Linked DNA regions of Mus musculus: regions 2, 3, 4, 5 and 6 are each linked to region 1. The links are chromatin contacts, called in public HiCAR-type and promoter capture Hi-C maps. All regions are on one chromosome and are shown on one strand. Each heading gives the region's core, a stretch centred on a gene start, on an enhancer-like site or on the middle of the called end of the contact. The rest is flanking DNA. Distances are from core to core; before and after follow the strand shown.

Region 1 (4,095 bases), core at 656-3,155:
CTGACACATTAGGACGACTTCAGAAACCCAAGAAAAATGTAAGAATGGAAGACTGTCTATATCAGGCAACCCTGGGGTAAGGGAGAACAAGGATTCTCTCAATATCATAACATCCATCAGTTCTTATCCACACCCATAAAAAAGTGGAGCAGCAGCTCAGACTGTATTTGTGCTGGAATTCATTTTCCTGTCATACCAGTAGCAATGTCTGGCTTAGCCTTTCTTACCTGCCCCCTTATCTGGAAAAAGGAAAGAAAAATAGTATCTAGTTCACTAGGATATTATTAGGACGTTTTGTTGTTTGTTCTTTTGAGACAGAGTTTCTTTGTTAGCTCATGCTGTCCTGGAACTTGATCTGTAGACCAGGCTGGCCTTAAACTCAAAGATCCACCTGCCTCTGCCTCTGTAATGCTGGGATTAAAGGTGTGGGTCACTACTGCCCAGCTTCATTAGGACTTAACCAAATACTTGATAAATTTTTATAAAATGGGGAATCTGTACAGATATTAGTACAGAGGTAAACAAGAGAGATCCTAGCTCGGTTTACAGCCCCAGGGCCAAGTAATAAATGTAATACATGAACAGGTAATACATGTATCAAACTGAAATCTGAGTGGAATTATCAACGGAAGGAGCCAGAATCTGCTTATGCTAAGATGTTCAGGGAAATCATTTCTAAAGAAACAATTCCAAGATTCCACAGAGCATCACTTTAGGTCCACTACTTGTTGTGTGGTTATGTGGCCTGTTTACTTGTAAAATGCAGATGTTGTCAGTTCCGGCCCTGGGGATTGAAAGGACTGTGGCATGTTAAAAAATAAATAAATAAAAATTAAAAAATGCCGGCCCGTGGTGGCGCACGCCTTTAATCCCAGCACTCGGGAGGCAGAGGCAGGCGGATTTCTAGTTCGAGGCCAGCCTGGTCTACAGAGTTCCAGTACAGCCAGGGCTGTAAGAGAAACCCTGTCTCAGGAAAAAAAAAAAAAAAAAGCCGGGCAGTGGTGGCACACGCCTTTAATCCCAGCACTTGGGAAGCAGAGGCAGGCGGATTTCTGAGTTCGAGGTCAGCCTGGGCTACACAGAGAAACCCTGTCTCGAAAAAACCAAGGGGGGGCGGGAGAGCACTTTGTACGTGCTAACCACATAATACAACGCCGGCGAATTGTGTCACTTTTAGTTTCAACTACAGGTGGTGGAAAAGTTCTCTTTCCTCCCGTGCCTCGGTTTTCTGCCGAGAGCAATAAGGTCAGAGCAGCTCACTGTCCTGGGATAGATGCCAAGCATGCTACTCACATTTGGGGACAGAAAGAAAATACCGCCTAGTTCACAACAGGTCCTAGAGCTTGCCTAAACTCTCCGTTGCCACGGAAACCGCTCTCCCGCCCGGTGGTCCCGCCCATTCAGTAGACACGATTCCTTTCCCGCGGTCCCGGAGTTTCCCAGCTCCTTACTCGAGAGACGCTTTCCTCGCCGCCCAGGGTCTGTAGCATCTTGGCCTCGTTACGTACTACGCCCGGGTACTCCACGCACACCAAGCGCCGTTCCCGCCGCAGGTCCACAGGGATGGCGGCCTTCGGGTCCGCATCCGGCTCCGCCGCCGCCATGCCTACTAGTCTGGTTCCAGCCCGCCGCGGTCCGTTCTCAAATGGCTCCGCGAGGCCTCACCTCAAAGGTTCCGCGAAGGAATTGTTCCGGTCCTCCTTACCTTTCTCGTCTCCTTAAATCATGGAGACTCGAAGGCCTCCAGGAAGAAGTGCGTCGCCGCAACTGTTTATTTTGCTACACCACACAGAACTGGGGGCTTTTTAATTTAAAATGAAGAGGGTTGGACAAAGGGGCGAGACGAGGGCGTATCCCACCAGCCGACCCAACCAAGACAAGCCAGGATTCGACCGGGTTTTTCCGGATATCCCGTCCAATGAGAGCTTGAAGACGTGCCCCAGGCGTCCTCTGGCCCGCCTCTCATCCCTGAGCTGGTTTTCGGCTGTCAAAGAAAAAGCAGTCCACTGAGTCCTCTTAGCCTTGCTCCTGTGTGCATGTATTTAGGGCTGAGTGCAACTGTAAATTAACAAATTGATAACTTCTTATCATCACACCTCTGTGAGTTTAATACACAAGCTTCAAAGCCTTTGTTGTCATCTTGCAGAGATGACAGTAAAATATTAGATGCACATCGCATCCCATATTAGGATGTACGCACAGCATGCTTAGCAAAATTTGCAACATAGGCTACTCACCTGTTGGTTCTGTGAGGGTCTGATTAGATAGGTAAGTCTGCTGAACTCGGTGCTTCTACCTCTGAATGAGAAGAAGTTCGGTTCCTGAACCTACAAAGCTGCTTCTAAGCTACATGGAGCCTCGGTAAACCCCTCATCCAATGTAGCAACACTCTCAATATTCAGCTGTCATCTCTTCTCCTTATGATATAAACATGATCTTAGAAAGCGATCTCACGTTGTTCCTGTTCTCAGCGGGACCCTCACCCCTCTTTCCCCCCACCACCTAGCTGTCAGCTTCTCTTCATCACTTAGGTTTATGTATAGGCTTTATCTCCCCTGGGGATCCACCATGATAACCTAAACCTAGTCTGCTGATTTCCTTGGTGCACTCGGCACTCAGACGCACACATCGGGGAGCACAGCCTTATTTGCTTAATGCTGGCCTTGCTTTACTGTGTTGGCAGCTTCCTAAAGGTAAGTATTGCTTTGCTGCGGACCTCTCAGACCTGAACACGGGGGTAGACACAGAGTATACATTCACTAAAGATGTTGTGAGCCAGTGAATGAATGAGGCGACACTTTCATGACTCATTCAATCCAGGCCTAGATCGACACGTGGCCACAGAACACTGAATCAATCTCATTCTAGAGAGGCATGTCCGTATGTGAACAGGAACCACGGAGAAGGGCAGGAGGGGAGACAAAGACAAGGACCAACCTGAGGTCCTCAGGCCAAGCTTCTGAGAGAAAGAGACTTGGTCCTGCCTGGGATCCAAGCCAGATCTGGCGCACAGACCCTCACAAACAAAAACTTACCTATCTAATCAGACCCTTCAGACTGGAAGCTGAGAAGAGCCAAAAGGATCAGGCAGCTAATGAAAGCAGTGTCCACACATTTAGCATTTAGGAAATGCAGTCTCCTGCATGCCTGGGTCTGTGGGGAGTGGATGATGAATCAGAAAGCCTGTCCTTCTAGAACTCACATTGAGTAGCAAGAACAACTAGCAAAGGAATTGGAGGCTGAGACGCTGTTCAGTGATGGAAGAGGTGCTTACTGTTCAAGGTGTTGAGTCCCATCTCTAGGCTCCCTCCCACCTACCATTACACCTAGAAAAGATAACGTTGAGGAAAAATCAAGCCCATGGCATTTACCCATCTTTCTGCATCCAGCCTCTTCAGATTCAGTTTTCCAACAGGCCCTGGCACACAAGGTGAATTTTACAAGGCTCAGAACTGGGGCGCACTAGTTTGGTGACCAACACCCCTTCAGCCACTGCTCTAGGACCAAGGACGTTCTGGGCCTTAGCTGTCTAAATGTGCTCGCAAATCTCAGGTCCTGCTCCTGATACATAGACTTGGAGAAGGGCAGATGTCCTAGCCCCTGAGATGACCCAAGGCAATGGAAAGGGGATGCTGGCTGTGTAGCAGAGCCTAAATCCACAGGAAAGCATCGTCAGGCAAGCAGCATAACACTCCTATCCAGGGCTTTGCAGAACGCTGAATATTGTTGGCAGTGTGCCTTTGGAGGAACCAGGAGTGGGGAAAGTACTAGCCTTTTATCAACTAGTGAAAAGGAAATCTTTGGAAAATATTTTTCTGAGCTTCAACAGAGATGCGGTATAACTCATTGTATTCTCAAGGTCAGTCCACAGTGCACATAGTAGGTGCTTTCTTTAATATTCCCTTGCTAGGCGTTGAGTCTCCTTGGACTGGATGAGAAGTGTAATGTTTCCTTTTGGCCATCAGATGGCGACAGAACATTCACATGGGCAAGCCCTCCATCTGCTGGCGGTAAGTGGTCATGACATCCTGGAAGATGGAGAAGTTGCTGCACTAAGAAACCCCAGTTCAAGCCTGAGGTCTCCTGAGTTCAGGA
Region 2 (4,337 bases), core at 156-2,655, 1.6 Mb after region 1:
TCTTCAGATAGACCAGAAGAAGGCATCAGATCTCATTACAGATGGTTGTGAGACACCATGTGGTTGCTGGGAATTGAACTCAGTACCTTTGGAAGAGCAGTAGTGCTCGTAACCACTGAACCATCTCTCCAGCCCCCAGCTCTCTTTTTTAAATTAAAAAAAACATTGTGTGTGTGTGGGAGGGGTACTGAAGAAATAGTTCAGAAGTTAAGAGCTCTAGTTACTCTTTCTGAGGGTCTAGTTCATTTCCCAGCTCACAACTATCTACAACTCCAGTTCCACAGGAATCCAACACTCTTCTGACCTCCAGGCAGGTAAGTGGTGCACAGACATACATGCAGGCAAAGCACCCATACACATAATTTACAGAAGAAATTGTGTGCCTGTGTGTGCAAATATGTGTAGCAATAACGTGTGTATAGGGGCCCTGACCTAAAGGCCATTTGCTTTCCTTGATGGCTCTCCCCTTTATTCACTGAAGGTAGTCCAGCGAGTCTGTTTGCCGTCTAAACCTTGCACATTCCCGCCCCTCTTGGCAGCTCTTTCATGAATTCTGTGGATCCAAACGCCAGAGCTCACGCTCACGTGAGTGCTTTATTCCCTGGAGCATCAACAGCGAATTCACTTCTAGCAGAGTGAACTTCTTGAACCTTCAACTTCTGATCTTCCTGCTTCCACCTCTCAAATGCTGGCATTACTGGCATGTTTCCCCAAATCCAGCTACAAGGAGTGCTGAACCTGAAACCTGGTTTCGTGCATGCTAGCCAATGATTTTCATAGTTGCTCTTTTAAGTTCACACTCACAACTGAGTTTACCAACTGAGTTACACCCTTAGCTCCTGTTTTTCATTTTCTATTGCTTTAAAATTGTGCAATTACAGAAATTCTACTTGGGGATGGGAGTGCGGGGGAGGGGAGGAGTTTCAAGACAGAGTTTCTCTGTGTGGCTCTTCCTGTCCTGGAACTCTGTAGGTCAGTTCAAAGATCCTCCTGCTTCTAGCTGGGATTAAAGGCGTGAGCTACCACCGCCAGGCTTGCCAGAATTCTAGTTTATGAACTTCCAAAGTCAAGGAAACCTTGAGCTGTACTCCTCCGGCTCCTCCGAGAGGTATTTACTGAGCAACAGGGTCATTTCCATAAGGAAGGACTCGACATTGAATGAGACCACACCGGAGACTAAGTCTAGTTCAAACAACTAGTTCAATCAACCAAACAACTGTACCGCAGTTAATGACAGGGAGTGAGAGAGATAGACAAGTGTATTCAGTAATCAGAAACTGAGGGCGGGAGACTCATAGCCAGCGGGATCACTGACAGTCACGCCGTCCTGACGCTCAACTGACGGTTTGCCTAGCCTTAAAGAAGTCCCCGTCACGTGACCCTTGGGCGGACCCAGCGCGGCCCCGCCCCCGCGGAACGCGCACGCTCCAAGTTCTGCTTCCTGCCGGAGGCTTTTGCCCAGCGCCCCGTGTCCCCGGAGGGAGGGGGGCGGTGGCGGTGGCGGCAGCTGGGGCTGCAGAAGCAGCTCGGGAGTCCGGAAGTCAACACCATGTCGAGTCTGCACAAGAGCCGGTAAGGAGACCTGAGGTCAAGACTGCACCCAGACCGCTCCGTCCAGGCCGGGCCTTCGCACAGAGAGAGCTGCTCAGCGCATGTGCGGCCAAGAACAGCCCCCTCCCCCGGCGGCGAGCCCCCTTACGGTCTCATTGCCTGTGTGGCAGAGGCGAGAAGCAGAGATGCTTCTCTTACCTCAGTGTCACCTTTCTTTCTCTCTCACTCGGGACCCCTTTCCCTAGTGTCTCCCTTGTCCAGCCCCCTATTACCCTCCCCGCTTCCTCGCTCTAGGATTCGCACCTTCCCCCGCCCCCAAATGCCCCTGTCCCTGTGCTCCATGCTCATGAGAAACACCAGGGGATCCAGGTTCTCCAATCTGGCCTCTTAAATCCACCTCCTACCCCCACCCCAGGCACATCTTGCAACGCCCGCTAAATTCTGGTCACTCCAGGACTAATTTTTAGTCTTTTGTCTTTGCCTGAGGGCAGGCCCGAGAAGTCTGTGCCCCCTCCCCTTTACCCAGCCAAGAGCTTCGGGAGCCATGGGGAGATTGTACAAGTCTGTTGTCTGTGGATCCAATTACTCCTGGTTGCAGGAAGCTTGGTTGTGTGAATTCGGGTAGTGGTGTGCTGTGGGCTGGGCTTGGCCGCAGCAAGTGCCCAGGAAATGCCAGCTCGCTAACAGTGGACAGTGCTTAATGTTAAGTTCTCACTTCAAACCCTTTGGATTAGAATACCTCTCATGGCTTTTCGTTGACATGGCAGATCTTAGAGGAAGAAACTTGTATTGTCCACTTCCCTAAGCTGGTAGTTGGAGACCGTTGGGAGTGAAAGATCTTTGGGCTGGCTGCAAGAGTGGTCATTAAGCCTGTTACCTTGGCGTTTCCTTTTCTGCCCTTGAAGGATTGCAGATTTCCAGGATGTCCTGAAGGAGCCCTCCATTGTGTTGGAAAAGCTTCGAGAACTCAGTTTTAGTGGTAAGATGCACTTTTACTCAGGGTTTCCCTGGAAACCTGCCTGCCGGCAGAAAGCTGGCCCTTAGCTGGGGGGGGGGGGTGATCCCCCAAATCCCTTGAAGTGGCCTGAAGACTGCACCGGTGGTAACCCTTTGTGCCTAGGGAAGGCCTCTCAGCATTTCTCAGCTCGTTTCTTGAGTTAAGGAAGTTGCAGGGTGGTTCCCGGGTTCTCTACTTGGCTGTGGATCAGAGCTGAGAGTGACCTTTGGTTAGTGTTAAAACTCAAGCCGTAGAGCACCAATTTTAAGGAATTGAACTTCCACCACATTTGACTTTGCCCCCCACATGGTTAATGTTCCAGCACAGCAATAGCTGGATTTTTACCCCGTCTGTAAAAACATCCCAAGATGTTTGTAGAGCTCCTGTGGTACTGCCTAGTAACTTTTCAAAGAAAGAATTTAAGTCGCCTGTGTCGTGCAGATTGGGGTGGGGTGGGGTGGTTAATTGGCTCATTGTCAGGGAAGCCACCCTCAGAGCCATTCTTCTGAACTCCTGACAGCATTGCAGAAGTTGGCCTTCCCATTCTGGAGTGGTGTGGAGGCCCCAGAGGGGAAGCTGCCTGTGCTGATTGTGCAGAGCTCGGACTGCACATCACACCTGTCTTAATCCTGGTTGCTCTGTCTACAGATCCGTGTCTTTATCTGTAAGTGAGGACGATGCAGCTAATCCTCCATCCTTACTGGAGCTAAACTGGGAATTGAATGAAATGGTGGTTGTCTGGCACAGAGCCCTCAACAGGACCAATGTGGGGAAGCCACAGAGCCATTGCTTATGTCTAGCACAGGACACAGACACAGGGGCATCAACAAATAGATAAGCTTTTGCCTGCCTGAGAACTTAAAGTCATACTCAGGTCTTTATGTAATTCCAGTTTCTATGGGTGCTATGGAGAAACCAGAGAGCCATTGTTTATAAGCAGCACCGCGACATTAATGCCTGCCCAGCATAGTGATTCACACCTTTAATCCTAGAGCAAGAGGTAAAGGCAGGTGAATCTTTGTGAGTTCAAGGCCAGCCTGGTGGTCTACATAGTGAGTTCTAGCTCAGGCAGGGCTACATAGTGAGACCCTGTCTCAAAAAACAAAATGAAAAGAGCCTGTGGCTGGGCATATAGCTCAGTTTATAGAGCGTTTACCTAGCGCCCCACTTTCCACTCTCAGCACCCTATATATTAGACGTGATGGCAAAACCCACTTGTAATCCTGCCACTGAGGAGGCTGAGGCAGGAGGATCAGAAGTTCCGTCTCAGTTCCACAGTAACTTGGAGACCAGCTTAGGCTATATGAGACTCTGTCCCTCCCCTAAAAGAAGAGCCTGACTTTGAAAAGAATGGTTAGTTGGTAAGGGCCCTTTGAGGAAGGAATATCAAAGATGAGAAGGTTCAGAGTACAGACGCAGTTCTGGGCTGGGGACAGGGCTGTAGACAGTATAGAAGGTAGAGTTAGCATCTGCTTAGACATTTCTTTTTTTGTGGGGTGGGGGGTTCGAGACAGGGTTTCTCTGTATAGTCCTGGCTGTCCTGGAGCTCACTTTGTAGACCAGGCTAGCATCAAACTCAGAAATCCGCCTGCCTCTGCCTCCCAAGTGCTGGGATCAAAGGCGTATGCCACCATGCCCGGCTTGCTTAGACATTTCTTTGGTAGAGAATGGTTCCTGAAGTGTTTCCTGCCCACTCCACTCCCTGCCAGCTGGCTCCAAGGCATAGAGGTCTGGGGGGTTCTGGAACTCTGGCTTGGGGTGACCTTTGCCTGCTGTGTCCACAGGCATC
Region 3 (4,334 bases), core at 1,517-4,016, 1.1 Mb before region 1:
CCTCTGGCTTCTAAGAATAAACTGACCTTAGGTGGGGCTGCTTTTGACCCCAGTTGTAAACACTGAATTATATCCCAGTTATAAACACTGCCTGGTTCCTCTTAGCTTTTATGTATGCATTTCTCTGTTTTGTGCAGTCTTTTTTTTTTTTTTTTTTTTTTTTTTCTGAGACCGGATTTCTCTGTGTAGCCCTGGTTGTCCTGGAACTCACTCTAGTAGACCAGTAGACCAGCCCAGCTGCATTGGGTAACCTCAGTGTACCTTTGATGACCTTAATGTATCGCCTAACTTCCTTGTTTTCTTCTGTAATATAAGTCTGGTGCTCACTTTGAGAAATTACATTTAGATACAGCACTCTCTGTCAGTGTCTGTCACTTTTCGCCGACTCCTAGCTCACCTGAATACTGGGACCTTGATTCTCCTGAGGGTTGAGGGGCTGACTGAATCCAATCATCCCCCCCCCCCCCGGCACCAAGTGCTGGGAAAAGGCATGTGCTACCACCACACAGCAAAGGAAAACTTTTAACTGAGGCTGGCTTACACGTTCAGAGGTTTAGGTCATTATTGTCATGACAGCATCATGGCAGCATGTAGGCTGACTTAATACTGGCAAAGGACCTGAGAGTTCTGCATCTTGATACTTAGGCAACAGGTCTTGCCGTAACTGTGAGCCACTGAGCCTGGCTTGAGCATTTGAAACCTCAAGGCCCACTTCCTAAGTGACATACTTCCTCCAACAAAGCCAAACCTGATAGTGCCACGCCCTGTGGACTTGTCATTTTTATTCAAACCACCACAGTCCAGAACTCTCTGGGTAGTCAAGGATGACCTTGAATATACCAGCTTGAGGGCTGGGAGACACATAAGCACAATACTCCCACTTTGTGTGACACTGGGACTTGAACACAGAGTTTTGTGGATGCTAGGCTAGCATTCTACCACCTGGGTTATGTCCCCATCTTATCATAGGGTGCTTTCTTTCTTTTTTTTTTTTCTTGGTTTTTTGAGACAGGGTTTCTCTGTATAGCCCTGGCTGTCCTGGAACTCACTTTGTAGACCAGGCTGGCCTCGAACTCAGAAATCCGCCTGCCTCTGCTTCCCGAGTGCTGGGATTAAAGGCGTGCGCCACTACGCCCGGCCCTACATAACTGTGTTTTTAAAGATATCAAAATTCTTACTACAGATCCAGTGTGAGTAAAAGTTGGAAATCTGGGGCTTCTGGGTCAGGACCCCTTATCCTTTGAGCCTTCCATGCTGGTCTTGAAGTTCTAATATTTCTGCCTCTAACTATCTAATACTTGTGCTGTTGCACTTGGTTTATGAGTGTTGGGGATTGGCTCCAGGGCTTCTTGCATGCTATGCATACACTTTACCTGGATTTTCAGCAATTCCTTTGGCTGGAATTTTGAAAAGGCCACATCTTAGGTAGAGCCGGGATGAGGATGGAGGTGGACAGGTTTGAATGTTATCTGAGAGGTGGGTGGCAGAGGATTAGGTTTGGTTTCCAGTCCGGTTAGCTAGGCAGATACGGAGATGTTATTCTTACCATCCCATGCTCCACTCCATCCAGGGCTCCTGGCATAGGTCTGTTAGACACACAGATTCGTCTGAACTGTTTCTGTGCCTTTAGCAGGAGATTCCAGGCCAATGTCAGTCTTCTCACACTCTTGTAGCTATGGCAACCACACACTCTCCATTCTCAAGCTTCAGTTGCTTAGTCCCTCCCTCTGCACAGGTTCCCCACGCGTTATATTTGATATTCCCAGACTGGAAGATGAGGCTGCACAGGTCATAGCCACCTCCAAGAGTCTAAGACCATGTGAGTTAGACAGTGAAGTGAGAGGTGCAGACCTGGCTCCAGGTTCTCCTTCTGTCCCTGTGTCCTCCTCTCTGGGTGTTTTCCCCGTTAGTGACAGGAGTAGAGGTGGTCCAACAGGAAAGAGGGCTGTCAAAACTTTGCTAACTGCAGGCCGGCCAGCCTGCTAGGGGCTGTCTTGTGAAAATGAGATAAAGCCTTTAAAATGGAGCTCCAGAGCCACACAGGAGCCAGATTGTAGTGGATGCTGTGGCTGCCTGGAATGTGAACTGCCTGAGCCTACATTCAGGTGCAACTGCATCGTTCCAGATGCATGCATAGCTGGAGGACTTGGAGCCCCTGTGTTAGGGACACTTGCCTTTCCTGTCCACATTCTTTCTTGTTTGTCTTCTAAGTCAGGTAGCTCCTCTCTTGTCAGCGTGCAGGCTTCCTTCTCTACAGTAGTGCCCTGCCTTCCCTGGACACTACTGTAGATCTCTCCCTGCAGCGGTAGCTCCTAAGACCTTTTTCGGAGTGTGTCTGTGTGGGGTGGTGGTGGTGGTACAGCGTAGCCTCCTTATGGCCCTGTAGAAGAGAGGCAAGTATGTTCAATTTGAGCTGTGGTTTGCAGCGGCAGGAAGCCCCCCGCCTTGCGGTAGGCTGGGGAGGCCGCAGGAGCTCCGGACTTCCGGACCTCGTGGACATCCACCAGTGGCACCAAGAGGTTTCCCAACAGTCCTGGGCAGGCACGGGCCAGCACAGGCAAATTGTAACTGTTAGCTTGGCTACACAGCCTAGAATAACAGGAGAGGCACCTAAGCACGTTCTCACCCATCTTTAATTCTAGAGTGCTCCAGTCTGCAGTTACCGAACACCAGTAGCGGTCAAATAGGAAGCGAGAACCACAGACGGCCCCTTTAAGGCGCTCCGCCTCCTCTAGTTTTTCTGACCCTCGTCGCCGCCCGTTGTCCCGCCCCTCGCGCACGCGCAATCCCTCCCGCCTCCCGCGCCGCTGCCGCCTAGTCCAGCAGATCGTCTGCTCTCGCGCGTAGGGCTAGCCGACGCGACGCCAGAGCGCCCGGCCCCGCCGCCGCGGCCCCGGCAGGTAAGCGAGAAACCCGGTCCCGCGGGCGCGAGGCGAGCGGCGGCCACGAGGGCCCTCGGGCTCCGGGCTCCACAGCGCCGCACGTGTTCCGAGGGCCTCGGGCCGGGCCGGACGCCGCATTTGCGGCCGCGCCCCGACCCCGCCGCCCCTTGTGGCCGCCACGGCCCGCTACTTCCACTGCGGCCCCTGCTACGCCCCTAGACCCTTAGTCCTGCGAGCTTCTCGAGACTCACACCTCAGACTGGCGTCACTGGGAGTGGAATTCTCTGTCTCATCGGGGACACCCAGCCAGCGTCGCGCAGGTTTCCTTGGCCACTTGGCGCCTCTCGTGCTGCGGGCACAACCCTCATTTGTGTCCTAGCGCAAGTTTCTACCTGACTAGGGCTGACCGGTCAAGGGTTTCTGAACATTGTCCGGGACAGCCGGGCAGTTGAGCGCACAGTGGTGTGAAGCCAAGGCTACTAGTACCTAGGTATCTAGGAGCCCAGAGAGGATGGGTTGGAGTTCTTTGTTGGGTTACCTACTGCACTCACCTGAGTGACTGAACCATTCTGTCTTCCCATACTTGTGTACTAGGGTGGAAACCAGGAGTCTACATTTGACTGGAGGGAGACTGATGGCTGCTGCCCTTCCATAGTCAGGCTCACTCTAGTGTAAAGCCCCGGCTGCGGCTGCCGGTTACCTACCTCCTTTGTGGGCAGTGGAGGCCAGCTCCAAACCACCTGCTGAGGATCCTGCTTAACCCAGCTTCCTCCCAGACCTGCCCTCCCCAAGTCCTGCTTTCCTGAGTGCTCTGTCTTGGACTCTACCCTGTGGAATTGGAAAGTGGTGGTCTCCTTTGAGCCGGTTTCAGGTTGATGCTAGCCTCACATTTAACTGCTTTGAATTCCTGAGCCTCCTGAATGCTGTGAGGCAGATTGGCTAATGTTGATATTCTTTCTTTCTTTCTTTCTTTCTTTCTTTCTTTCTTCCCCGTTTTTGTTTTTGTTTTTTGGTTGGTTGTTTGGGGCCCACATCCTTAGAGCTCTTCATCCTTAGAGCTGGAATTAAAGTGGGTGGTGCTACAACTAGTGTCTTCAGATGTTAATATTTGTCTTCCTGAAAGACCCAGCTTATTAACGATGTGATGGGCAGGGCTGGGTGGTGGTGTGCTTGTTGGCAAGGTCATCCACCTGCTGTTAGGTGAATCTCTTTATATGCTAAAAGAAGCTTAGTTCCTAGAGACTTCCCACACTGGAGATAGATCTGCCCTACACTGTTGGCCTTTCATTTCACTGGAGTAGGGAGATGAGATGCTGGTTGAAAGAGACTTTCTAGCCCTTTTCATTACTTAAGTCTCAGCTCCTGTTGCTACCTGTATGGTCCACAAAAGTGGTTGCTATGGGAACTCATGGCCATAGTTGCATTAAGAATAAGCACCAGGTCAGGCCTGGT
Region 4 (3,839 bases), core at 1,303-3,802, 1.5 Mb before region 1:
CTTGAACTTCATATGTAGGCTTCACAAAAAAGCCAGTATTCACGGACAAGATCAGTGGGAAATTCAGTTTTCTGCTTTGTGGTCTAGCCTAGTACATGCTATGCTATTTCTCACCTGGTCACCCAGGAGTATGCAACCCCCATTCCTGGGCAGCCTACAGTGAGTGGAACAGCAGAGACTCAAGAATGTCCATCCTTCAGGTTTTAGCTGAACCTCAGAAGGAGTACTAGCCTCAAGTCTGATGGGCCATTTCAGGAAATAAAGTCATAGGGTCCTTGTGGAAAGCCCCCCACACCCCAGAAAAAGAAGCTTCGGAAGAGCAGGTTGGGGGTCTAAGCATGTACGGAAGAGTCAGACAGGAACCAGACCAGAGCCACTGGCTCCTTCGGTGACTCTAGGTTACCTCAGGCCCCAGAAGCTTGGTGGATGGAGTGAGGAATGGGGGTCACAGTGGTCCCCTGGACTGCATGGACAGGTCATTTATGAGACTCAGCACAAAATGTCCCCACTCAGAAAGCAGGACAAAACTTTCTCATCAGTACACTTCTCCTGGCACATCATGACATTTTATTGTTTAATGCTATACAGCTTTGGTTCAGGGCACTTGACAGTTGAGTATCCACCCTCATCGGTATGAGGGAACACTCTGAAGATGCAGGGTAGGGGAGGAACCTGGTTGGGGGGTGGAGTTTAGTCTTTTTCAATCTCTCTGAAATCCTCAGCCCATTGTGGACCAAGTAGTTATGACTGCCAGGGAGTCTTGGATATGGAAGTTCCTAAGGATCTTCCATAGGGAAATGAAGGCATAGCTAATGCAGGAAGCCAGTACCTAGAGAGTCACACACTCGTGGGCATCACAAAGGCAACGATACATCTCCACAGGTCTGTCTTCCAAGTGGCCAGGCCAAAGGAAGATGCCGAGTGGGCATGTCAGTTGGCTGTGGGGTCCCTCCCAAGGGAAACTGTTAGTCACCCCGGCGCTGGAGCATGTGGAAGCCAGAAGTGCCAGGAGATCTTGGGTCGGCTCCAGGGTGTACAGGGTCTGGTAGTCAGCCAGGGTGGAGGAGAAGTGGCAGAGGCTTCCAGAATAAGGGAGATCTGATCTGGGTCTGCCAGTGAGATCCTGTGCACATGTACATGCATGTGTGTGTGTGTGCTGTGTGTCAGGTTGTAGAATGTCTGTGCTTCTTCTTATTGGCCCCAGGGGGGCAGTGTGAGCCTGGATAAGGGTCATGGGAGGTCAGGGTGACAGAGAACAGAAGCTGAATACCTTAAGGTCAGTCACTACTGAACACCGGCAGAGTGAGAGCTGACCCTCTGCCCCCTGTCGCAGTCTAAGCTGGGAGAGCCAGCCAGCATCTTTGAAGAACCAGGCAGAAGGAGAGGGTGTGTGGCAGAGCAGCGCCGCAACCTGTATCTGTCACAACTTTGACTGGTGGCTTTAGCAGACCACTCCACTTCCCAGCCTCAGTTTCTCCTCGGTAAAGTACAGATGATGAAGATGCTTGTCACCTGACTCAAGCCTCACAGAGAGGCTGGGTGCTGATTGGTTTTTGCTGGTTGCTTTGTTCTTGGCTGCGGTCTGGTGGTCAGACACAAGACTTCCCCCAGGGTATCACTCTTAGCAGCCCAAAGAGGCAGCTGAAGAAGCTTATCATCTAGCACAGAGGGAGGGACAAGAGGGAGGGACAGAGAAAAGGAGAGGACTTCCAGTCCCCACTACAGGGACAGAGGCATGGATGAAATGGCTCAGCCAGCTTGTGGGATGTTGTTTCAGAATCACTTAGCATTTGAAGGTGCCTGTTTTCCAGGACGGGGTGCTTCAGAGAGCAGGAAATGTCAGAGCAGACATCTCATCATCCAAAGTCCTCTTGGATTCATAAGACTTCAGCTCTAGCTCAGCAGGGACAGAGCTCTTGAGTCCTGCTTGCTTGCCAATAGCTGCCCAGCTGCTGTGGGGTCCAGCCAAGCTGGTACCAAACATCTGCAGAATACCCCGTGCCGACGATCTTCCTAGACATCTGGTCGATAGGCTGTAGCCACCTCTTCCTCTCCCTGGAGCCATTGGTTGGTTGATCTCTGGATGTATCTCAGTTCCTCCGTTGTTCAGGTCTGTTTTCCAAGGACGGAGGGTGGCCTGCACCCGTGCAATGTCTGGACCTCTGTGTCTTCCCTGTGAACAGGAGCCGAAAGCCTGGACATCACATGGTTTCCAGCCTTCTCTGGAAGCTGAAGTTAGATGGGTGGGTCAAGGGGGCTCCGCTCCACCACTGCCAACCTCCCTCCACATGACCTCAGGCTAATTGATCCATTAGGGTCAGTCACTCTGGACCTAGGCAAGCCAGTCTCAGGCTCACTCACTGATCCTGGACTGTGGCAGCAGCAGCCAGCAGGCAGCTGGACAGCCTGGCCATACTCCAGAGGAGCAGAGCGGGTTAAAGTGTGCGCCCGGCCAGCCGCCAGCAGGCTGGGCGGGGGAGCAGCGGTGGGAAGTGTGAGTTCCTCCCCGTCTGCCTGACAGCTATAAAGGCAGCTGCGGCCACAGAGCAGCCACTGGGCTGAGAGCCCCTCCTGGGAACCCCCTCCCTTGAATGCTCTTTGAAGTGGGAGAGGGAGGCAGCTGGGGAAGCAGGACCAGAGACAGGCAGAGCCCGCACATCTCTGCACTCACCTTCCTGCACCGTGCACCTGGCAGTAGCTCTCACCCTTTTCTCTAAAAGGAGGACAACCTGCTGACCCTGGGTGAGGTAGGCCACTACATACTTGTCCCTGCTCATACTGTGGTCTTTGGGAGGTGTGAGATGTAGCTTATCCCAGACCAGCCAAGCTGTTCAGAATGGGGGCCGGGGGATGTCCCAGCCCCTGGTGAGGGTATTCAACCACAGAGAAAGGGGGGAACAACCTATGCCACACAGTGGCAGGGTGGTCCTGAGGCAACAACCTTGGTACTAGCAGTTGCTGTCTGGTCTGCAAAGCCATGCTGTGGTGGGCCTGTTGAAGGTTTTGGACCCTAGGGAGAGATGGATCCTGTTTGAGCTGGACTTGGCTGGAATCCAGCAGTGTCTGGGAGCCTTAATGAAAACCAAGTGTGAGGCTGACTGGGCACCTGTCTTTGGCAGCAGCAGGGACTGGGGAGCCATGGAGGCTAATGGGACTGTGTGAGATGGGGACTCTGTGCTGGAGTGAAAATAGGGACTCAGATGGAGACCTTCAGTGTCGGGGGTGGGTGGACGTAAGGGTGATGCTGACCAAGCTCCTGGACACCTGCAGGAGAAGGAGGGAGGGAGGGAGAAAAAAAGGGAGAGGGAGAAGGACAGAAGGACAGTAGGACAGTAGGACAGTTGGTATCAGGGCTTCGAGGGTGCTGACCATTTCCAGACTTTCTTCCCCTGGAATTGCTGGGTGCGACTGAGTCCCTAAGTTTGCTCTGTGGTGTGTGTGTGTGTGTGTGGTGGGGGAGGGGGCAGTAGGCTACCTTGTTGTGTGGCTTTGGGCAAGCTGCCTCTTTTTTCTGAAGCCCATTGTCTAACTCACCAGCAGATGACACCCACCTGGGACAAGCTACATTAGCTTCCTTTCTAGGACAGGGTTTAAATTGAGGTGCGCAGCAGCCATTCTGAGAGTTGGAGCAGCAAGGCTGGAAGCTCTCTTGATTTGATTCACCGTAACCCTTGGTGGGTGTTTGGGTTTGAGGGGCTGTTTTGTTGGAAGGGAATCAGGAGCCAGGTGCAGGCTGTACCTCCTTCTGCCCCTCCTCCATATCTCTGTTCTCTCAAGAGAGAAGGGCCCTGAGACAAAGTTTGGAGCTAAGACGAAAGGATGGAGACTTACCATCCAGA
Region 5 (4,362 bases), core at 1,125-3,624, 1.1 Mb after region 1:
ACTGCTTGTCAGAAATGCTTGTAATTATTGCTCACTGGAAAGAGCCCTGCGTTTACTGGGTCCATGGGCATAGAACTTAGGTTGACTCTCTTGCAGAGCCATCGTCTCACAGAGCTATGTGAATTTGAATAATTCTCTACCAGTGTCCTCTCAAAGGGAAGATATGATGACATTCTTAAAGGACCCTTTGGGTTAGTCCTATTGTCCCTGTGCCCTTCTCATCATTGTTTATGGTGCAGTCTCACAGTATGCTGTCATACTACCCAAGAGACTCAATTTTCCCTTAGCAGCTACTGTTTTCGTTTTTGTTTTTCCAGTTACACAGTGGTTAAGAGCATAACTTTGAACTAGAATGTCAGGGTTGAATTCTCATTGCGGGTCAAATACAGAGAGTGTGCCTTTTACTTTAGATGAAATAATCTTACATTATTTGTTATCCTGCACATCTCCTGGTGCTGGTGGGAACCCCGGACCATCACCCTTGATACTACATTATTAAGGAAAACAGTGGGAACCATGGTAAAATACAGAAAAAACACTACTGAGTTCCTACAGGACCTAAAACCTTATAAGAGGACAGAAGCCTTAGTTGCTGCTGTTGTTTTCCAGAGCCTTGCACATGCACACACCCACGGTTTTCCATAGGCACAAGCATGTGTGTGTAATTTCCCCCTCAGATGTCAGGCTTCTGTGTGACCCCATAGCTATGTAGTGGTGGTGGCATGCTATCATGTTAATGTTGCACACTGTTTTAAATTAGCCATCTGCTGTTGAGTACAGAAGCTGCCGTTTTGGCAGCTGCAGATGGGGCAGCATTGAGGAGCTCCAGGACCAGAGCTGGGTGATGCTGCTGGATGGTTTCCTTAGGATAAGCTCCCACCATCACATTCCCAAGCCAGGAACATAGGAATAGCTTTGAGGATCTCGCCGTGCTGTTTCTCAAAGGAGAGGCATCTGTTCGTGTTCTCCCACGTGAGACATAAATTCCCCAGTTGGTCAGCAGCTCATCAGCACCCATGTCCCATCTGTTTGGAGATTTCTCGAAAATGTCAGCTGTACTTGTAGTGCCACAGTGACGGGTCATCTGAGGAGAGACCATCCAGGGCTGGCAGCAGCAGTGAGATGAAGCTGCGGCTTACAGTGTTCTGCTTTGCTTTGGACTTTTCTTGGTTGCTTTGGTTTGTTTAAGGATGCACATTTATTGCCATTACCTTTTATTTTCTATCTTCCAAAGAGTATTGATGATTAAAATTTTTTCTCCTGTTGAAGATGTAGAATGAGTCAAAGAGTCCCTACATTGTTAATGCTGGGCCAACTGCTGGGTCTGGAGATGTGGAGGGGCAAACAACCCAAATGGTCCTTTTCCTAACTGCTTCTAAGTGATGAGACACCAGCTCTGCACCGCAGATAAACAGAGCAAGGTGTGGTTATATGTATAATAACCATACAGTAATCCATACAGAATGCTGAGGCAGGAGGGTCTTGAGAAGGCCAACCTGGGCAACATAATGAGACCTGGCCTATAAATAAATGCATCATAATAAATGGTCAAGGTGCTCTTAATTAGCCAACTCATGTAGTACCTCAGAATGTGACTAAATGTGATGGATGAGGAAGGGTCAGAGCGAGGGTGAAAGCCATGTGTGGTAATATCACAAGAAGGTTCAGGATGAGAGGAAACCTTTTAAAACAGAAGGTTACATAGGATACTTTAGAAATCACATGCCTTAGACCAGGAGGGTAAAATAATCTAAAATAATTATCTAATTTTAACAATGGAAGAACCAGGTGGGATGTGAAGTCTTATAGCTTGTATCTTTTGTTACTAATGTTATAACAGGGTTGGGACAATGTATGCAGTACTAATAGGAAACAGTACATTGTATATCATATGCTTCATATTTAACATGATATATGTGTAAATGTTCTATAACATATAAAACAGTTTACATGGAGAGTGTGAATGTCTATAAAATACAATGTATAGCATATGTCACATGTACCATATGTAACACAGCACTGTAGCATGTGTAGCAGTGACCAGTAACAGCTGGGATATGGTATTAGGCAATGCCAGTGGCTTCCTGTGTGCCAGGTGTGGTACCAAAGGATTGACATTCGAGATGGGTTCTTTTTGTACACAGTTGGCGTGTAACTCCAGCCTTCTATAAGTTGGATCTTTTATTCAGCAGGGATCAGTTATAGGGGATGGAAACTGTAAGTGTGAAGGGGTTTTTCTCATGAGAAGTGTGGGTGTTACTTTGGGTGTGGGTAAGAAAAGGGAAGGAAACTTGGCTCTGTCATCAGATAGCTCCAAATTTAGAACAATGTCTGTCCTGAGCCACTGGCTGTAGAGTGTGTTTCACCCTGGGAACGTGCGTAAAATACATTTCCGGATTTCAAGATTCCTTTTCCAGCTGTGTAGAGGCTGTTGCCCTAATCTGCTGTGATTGCAGTGGCCATCAGCCACCCAAGATCGACAGTTACTTTCCAGGGATTGCTTGTAAGACTTTTAGGAACCCTGAAGACCATAGACAAAAGCTGAGAGGTTTGTCCTATAGTTCATCTGTGTTAGGGATCTGAAAACATAAAGGACCAGGTAGGTAGGATTTTAGAATAAGAAACAAAATTCAGACCATTATGTAGGTGTTTACATAAACATTTAGAAATATGAAAACCCTTCCCTGTTTGCAGGCTGCTGTTGGAATTCTGGATGACAGACCGTTTACTAACCCCTAACCTCTAGAGTCTCTCGGGTTGGATGTTTTCTGTGGTCATTGCTCCTCTGGGAGTCAGCAGCATGCCCCACCCTCACTCACACAGGAAACAGAAGAATCTTGTCATTTCCAGGCCACAGGGGAAACCCACGCAGGGCCCACCTACAGTGCCTACCACTGTGATTAGAATGGGGCCACCTGAGCCCACGTGCCAAGCTTTCATTGTCAGGGAGGAGAGATAGAGGAGGGAAGGCTCTGGAATCTTATCCAGACTACAGGCTTTGGTGTTTTCTTTGCCATTGAACAGGCTGAGGCACTAAGTTTAATGGAACCATGCTCCCTGCAAATGTTCTAGCCAAAGTAAAGTGTTTTCAGTGGGAGAAAAGTCTGTTTCATCATTCCCGTTACAAACTGATGTTTAGCCGTCGAATGTGTGACACAGGCACTGTTCTAGGCTCAGGGCATGAATTGTGAAAACACAAATCACTGCTGCCCCCTGGAGTCTACAAGTTTGTACACAAACTAGTGCTAGGTTGTCTCTTGGGAGGTAGGTCCTGTACTGGCATTGAAGCGCGGAGGACGGCCAGTGCTTAGGGATTCCTAGTTTTTTGTTTTTTTTTTTAAAGATTTATTTATTTATTATATGTAAGTACACTGTAGCTGTCTTCAGTCACTCCAAAAGAGGGCACCAGATCTCGTTAGGATGGTTGTGAGCCACCATGTGGTTGCTGGGATTTGAACTCTGGACCTTCGGAAGAGCAGTCGGGTGCTCTTACCCACTGAGCCATCTCACCAGCCCCAATTCCTAGTTTTATATAGGAGGAAGACGATTGTTTTTTAAAAGTTTTCTCCTTCCAGCCCCTGCTCCCGTAATGATGACTCTGAGACTAATTATTTATTAATAAATGCCTAGGCCATAAGCTTTGGCTTCTTCCCTGACCAGCTTGTAAGTTATTTAACCCATTCAAACTAGTCTGAATCTTCCACATTGGCTGGCACTTCTCCTCAGCTTCATGCTACTGACCTCTGTGCTCCCCAGACGAGTCTTCTCTTCAGTCTGCCCTCATTCTGCTACCTGCTGGCTTACCACCATGTCCTCCGGCTCCTCGGGGTCCCCTCTGCTCTCCCTTGGATTTCTTATTCTCTTTCCCAGAATCCTCTCATCTTCCTGCCAGTGTCCCACCTATTTCCTGCCTCAGCTCATTGGTCATCTGCCTTTTTATTGACAGGGGATGCTTTTTAAGAGAGTCTCTGTACAGAAGGTAGATACCCAGCACTAACGGAGCCCAAGTGTTGTAGACATTCATGCTAGAATGCTCTAAAAGGAACAACCTGAGGACCTTGAAATGGGAGCCCAGGAGCATCCTGGGACAAGCTAGACTGGAGAGTGACAGCATGTGAGGCCATGGAGACAGCTGCAGAAATGTTGACAGGGAGAGCTTTGGGATAGGGAGAATTTGGGCGGCGGGCGACCTGGAAAAAGACCTGGAGAAAGGCGCAAGGATAGCTCAGAGTTTATATAGTCAGTGCATCTGCAGGGATGCTGCTACAAGAGGAACAGATGGGGGGGCCTGACAGAAGTTGAGCTGAGTTTGAGATGTTTGTGAGAAATCTAAGAGGTAGCCATTAGGCTGTTGAGTATAAA
Region 6 (4,239 bases), core at 506-3,005, 1.1 Mb before region 1:
CGGATGTGGGGCTAGGTCTGGATCGCCACAGATTCCTGGTGTCTTGCTAAAGCAGTGGACCCGGAGTTTATAAGCAAGGTCAGGAAGAAATTACCCCCACCTCCTGAACTGTCAAGCTTGTACCTCACCTCTCATGATCTACAGCCAACAGTGCACATCAAGGCCTCCAACAGAACAAACAGCAAACAGGCCTCTATTTGCGAATGAGAGGCCACACTCAGGGCCACTCAAAAAAGGTCACTGGGGCTTGGGGCTTGATCCTTGGAGTCCTTCCTTTCCTGGACCCTGGAAAGCCTGTGAGAAACTCACTTCAAGCAGCACAGCAGAGATCTCAGATCTCTTCAGGGGCACCCCCACCCCCAGTAATGCACACCACTAAGAAAGTGCAAAACAAAAGGGGGGGGGGATGGACGACACAACAACCAGCTTGTCCTCATGGGTTAAGGGGGACAGGACCTGAGCCCTTCAATTCCTTCACTCATTTCTCTTCCTGCACCCAGTCCCATGTTAGCCACTGAAGAACACAAGAATGACCTCAGAGACACAAACTTATACAGTTAAGAAGTTTAAGGTAGAGAAACAACAGCTGTGCACTTATTTCTGGCAGAAAGCTCTTAATCAAAATTGCAAAGGGCAGAGCCTTAAAATTGAGCCCTAAAGTATGAACTCACAAAAGGTATGCCCCGGCTCCCAGTGAGCCCCCTTCCCGCTCCTTACCGCCCCCCCCCCGCCGCCCCAGGGCAAGAAGACTGTTTATGGCTTCCTCGTTAGCCCTGCCCCCGTCGCAGCAACTGGTGGAGAGAACTTCCCCAAGCCGCCAGGATTTTTCACCGGGAATCCTCAAGAACCTTACATACGAGAGGCTTTGGGGTGCGCATTCCTCACCCAACTAGCTTGCGTGTTATACACGAAGTAAGAAAAAGACGTGCACCCCACCCCTTCCACCTCAATCCGAATCGACCTCGCCCGGATTAAGTACTCGTTTAGGCTGATTTCAAAACATGAACTGGGTTTCCTCCTGGCCTGGCTGCAATAATCCAGTAACTCGTAAGCGCGCAAAGTCGTCTCCCGGGCCATAACTCTGCAAATGCAGCCGCCGCCCCCCAAGCCACGCCGCGGCTGCCCCACTTGCAAGGCTCCAGCGGTGTCCAGGCCCAGCCTGGCCTGCCCTGCGACGATCCGCCCTAAGTGGCGCCGGAGCGACCCTGGGCACACCGCGCGCACCTTCCCGCGCCGCGCATCCTCCAGGCAGTCCCCTTCGGAAGATGGCGGGCAGAGGAAAAGGGGAAAGGAAAAAAAAATCCCTTCCGTGAGGGAGGGCTGGCGCAGAGAGCGCGGGCTGTGCCAAGTCCAGGCTGGGCGCTCCGACCAAGGCGACGCCTCCCAGTCCGGCCCGAGGCGACCGGCAAGCCGCGGGCGCACAGCGCAAGGCGGAGGGCAGCGGAGCCCGCGCAGTCGCTGCGACCCCGGGCAGGCGGCCGCCCCGCTTTGTTGCATCGCGGCCGCGCACAAAGGCGGCGGCCCCGGGCTCCGGGCTTCGAGACGCGCGGGAGGCCTGCACCATGCGTTCCGGGCCGTGTTCTCTCAGCCAAGTCCGCCGCCGCCACCGCCACCGCCGCCGCCGCCCAGAGTGTACAAGGAAACGAGAAAAAGGCGTACTTGGCCTAGGCGGCTCCAGCGCCGTCTGCTCCCGGCCCGCGCGGCCGGCTCCTCTTTGGCTCGCCGGCCCCGGCAGCATAATAGACGCGCCGGAGCTGTACAGGGCTCATGCGCTACGCCGCGGCGCCTGGCGGGAGTCGTAGTCCGCGCCCGGGCTCGCGCCAGGGCCGCCCAGGGGAGGCCGAGGCGCACGGACTACATGTCCCGGCCCCGCCGGCGCCACGCCGTGCCCCGCCCCGCGCGCCCCCGGCCGCCCGCCCGGCCGCCCTGGCCGCCAGCGGGCCCGGCCTAGGGGCGCGTGGGGGCGGGGCTGGGAGGTTGCCCGCCAGGACCCGAGGCGACGCTGGAACCTTGGCCCGCCCGCGCGCCTTCACTTTAGCGTTCTCAGCCACACGCAGGGAATAAGAACTGGTGGGCGGATTTCCAGAAGCCTAGGAAAACGTGGGAAAGGCGGGAACGCAGTTAGCACCCTGGGGTCACTACCCGGGTACCCCGAGGCCTCCCTCAAACCCCGAATGCTCACAAGCAGGGAGGCGCGCACCGGCCCCAGCCCATGTTTGTAAACAAACCGCGCGCCTAATTAGCCTGGCGAGGGCGCGCGCAGGGCGGTCCTTGCCAGGGAGGAGTCGCGATCAATCCCGCCCCAAAATCCTGGGGCGGGTTGAAGACCTGGGGACTCCGTAAGAGACCTGGCTGGTGGTGCCGGAAAAAGGCGGATTCTCCAAAGCTAGACACCAGTAAGGGATGCTTCAGGCTGTGCCAGCCAACTTTCCCTCTCTGGAGTCTCAGTGTGTCCCCATGTGCCTATGGAAAGACAGGAATGAGATTAAGTCCCGCCCTTTTTCTGCGTTTTGAAAGGGTTAGGACGGGGTCACACTTCAGATCTTGGTTTTGGTGAAAATTACAATGGTGCCTACGTTAGTCAGTTTTTATCCAGTTGTAATTTAAGGTGGGTGTGTGATAGACCCCAACAAAAACGTTACAAACAAAACAAGTTTTTCCATCAGTGCCCGCTGAACCTGCCTGCCAATGCAGGGTTCCAATTCTGCTGTGAGCTGGACCTATTCCAAGATCCTGGTGTCACTGAGTTTATTTCTGGCTGAGCGGGCACTTTGCTGCATGCAAGAAATGCACAGGTGGTTATGGTATTAAATACCAGACACACACACACACACACACACACACACACACGTACACACACACATACACACACATACACAACGAATATGTTCTGTACCTGAAAATGAAAAAGGCTCAAGAAGGCAAAGTGACATCCTTGGTCTCAGAGGTCCCAAGCTCCAAGCCCAGGGTCCTTGGAAGAGATTTGAGGACAAGCTGGAGCCTCTCCAGGCTCTTCTTGTCTCCTCTTTGGTCTACAGCATGGGTGCTTCTCACACCCTGGGGCGAGGTGGCCACTGCAAGGAAGCCCTGCTGTTTAGTCGCAGACTGAACACAGGGTAGGAGAGCAAGACCTGGGAGGCTCTAAGTTAGAGTCCTTAAACTCTTGAACCCAGGCTCCCCAGCAAAGCCATGACTGGGAGCTTGCAGAACTGCAGTCACCTTGCAGGTTCTATTATCATTCCTGCCATCTGGGTCTCACCTTTCTGGACACACTGAGCACTCTGGCTACTAGGACAAGGGACTTGCCAGTTAACTTTTTAAACAAAACCCAGAAAACTCTGTGTGTGTGTGTGAGTGTGTGTGTAACTATGTATGTGTGTGTGTAACTATGTACATGTGTGTAACTATGTGTTTGTAACAGTGTGTGTAACTGTGTGTGTGACTGTGCATGTGTGCGTAACTGTGTATGTGTGTAACTATGTGTGTGTAACTGTGTATGTGTATATAACTGTGTGTGTAACAGTGTATGTGTGTGTAACTGTAACTGTGTATAACTGTGTACATGTGCGTAACTATGTGTGTGTAACTGTGTGTAATTAGGTGTGTGTATAACTGTGTATGTGTATGTAACTGTGTGTGTAACTGTGTATTGTGTAACTGTGTGTGTAACAGTGTATGTGTGTGTAACTATGTATAACTATGTGTGTAACTGTGTATGTGTGTGTAACAGTGCATGTGTGTGTAACAGTGTATGTGTGTGTAACTATGTATAACTGTGTGTGTGTGTAACTGTGTATGTGTATGTAACTGTATGTGTACCTGTGTATGTAACTTTGTGTGTCTAACTGTATGTGTGTAACTGTATGTGTGTCTAACTATGTGTGTAACTGTATGTGTGTGTGTGTAACTGTGTATGTGTGTGTGTACATGTGGCACAGAGCACATGTGGAAATTAGAGGACAGTGTGAGAGCCAGCACTCCCCTTCTACCACATAAGACTCGAACTGGAATCACCAGGCTCAGACACAAGTTCCTCAACTGCCTGAGGCATCTCTCACAGGCTTAGTGACTCACCAGTTTAAAAGACCCCTTGGGGCTGAAGAGGTGGCAGTGTACTTAGGAGACCCTATTGCTCTTGCAGAGGATCTGGGTTCCATTCCCAGTACCAACCCTCTTGTGAAGTCCATGGGTACCAGGTATGCACACAGCATTATTACATAAACAACTGGTAAAAGTAGA

What was found. Promoter capture Hi-C pulls out the DNA fragments that hold promoters and counts their contacts. HiCAR-type assays count read pairs that join an accessible place to other places.
Region 2: a contact with region 1 is called in a promoter capture Hi-C map of pre-B cells, with 2.7 times the contacts expected there. The contact joins the promoter of Tbc1d13 here to the promoter of Gtf3c5 in region 1. A contact is called at or near these places in 2 of 39 promoter capture datasets (liver and pre-B cells) and 2 of 115 datasets of contacts at active chromatin or transcription factors (astrocytes and embryonic stem cells).
Region 3: a HiCAR-type map of astrocytes shows a contact between it and region 1, with 2.2 times the contacts expected there. The contact joins the promoter of Wdr5 here to the promoter of Gtf3c5 in region 1. A contact is called at or near these places in 13 of 39 promoter capture datasets (HPC-7-derived erythroid cells, the SN4741 cell line, cranial neural crest and 9 more) and 1 of 115 datasets of contacts at active chromatin or transcription factors (astrocytes).
Region 4: a contact with region 1 is called in a promoter capture Hi-C map of pre-B cells, with 2.2 times the contacts expected there. The contact joins the promoter of Adamtsl2 here to the promoter of Gtf3c5 in region 1. A contact is called at or near these places in 3 of 39 promoter capture datasets (hippocampal neurons, liver and pre-B cells).
Region 5: a promoter capture Hi-C map of neutrophils shows a contact between it and region 1, with 4 times the contacts expected there. The contact joins the enhancer-like site here to the promoter of Gtf3c5 in region 1. A contact is called at or near these places in 4 of 39 promoter capture datasets (the C10 cell line, hippocampal neurons, neutrophils and 1 more) and 1 of 115 datasets of contacts at active chromatin or transcription factors (embryonic stem cells).
Region 6: a contact with region 1 is called in a promoter capture Hi-C map of liver, with 2.2 times the contacts expected there. The contact joins the promoter of Brd3 here to the promoter of Gtf3c5 in region 1. A contact is called at or near these places in 3 of 39 promoter capture datasets (the C10 cell line, embryonic stem cells and liver) and 4 of 115 datasets of contacts at active chromatin or transcription factors (astrocytes, embryonic hindbrain, large pre-B cells and 1 more).

What each region holds. Positions count from the first base shown.
Region 1 is chr2:28,581,374-28,585,468 of GRCm38.p6, forward strand. It overlaps Gtf3c5 (general transcription factor IIIC, polypeptide 5), which reads right to left and starts at 1,906. Exons shown (of 12, transcript NM_148928.3): 1 at 1,452-1,906. The coding sequence starts at 1,604.
Region 2 is chr2:30,132,341-30,136,677 of GRCm38.p6, forward strand. It overlaps Tbc1d13 (TBC1 domain family, member 13), which reads left to right and starts at 1,406. Exons shown (of 12, transcript NM_146252.3): 1 at 1,406-1,572; 2 at 2,457-2,530; 3 at 4,333-4,337. The coding sequence starts at 1,550.
Region 3 is chr2:27,512,381-27,516,714 of GRCm38.p6, forward strand. It overlaps Wdr5 (WD repeat domain 5), which reads left to right and starts at 2,767. Exons shown (of 14, transcript NM_080848.2): 1 at 2,767-2,900.
Region 4 is chr2:27,076,827-27,080,665 of GRCm38.p6, forward strand. Adamtsl2 (ADAMTS-like 2) reads left to right here and starts at 2,553. Exons shown (of 19, transcript NM_029981.2): 1 at 2,553-2,747.
Region 5 is chr2:29,647,092-29,651,453 of GRCm38.p6, forward strand. The region is part of intron 1 of Rapgef1 (Rap guanine nucleotide exchange factor (GEF) 1); the gene reads left to right. Among named protein-coding and RNA genes, the nearest start is that of Rapgef1, 30 kb to the left of the region's middle. Within about 2 kb of position 2,375, at least 114 of the 459 cell types and tissues checked have an H3K27ac peak or open chromatin away from gene starts, as enhancers often do. A contact at or near this core is called in neutrophils and pre-B cells, where this site is marked.
Region 6 is chr2:27,473,918-27,478,156 of GRCm38.p6, forward strand. Brd3 (bromodomain containing 3) reads right to left here and starts at 1,756. Exons shown (of 12, transcript NM_001113573.1): 1 at 1,660-1,756.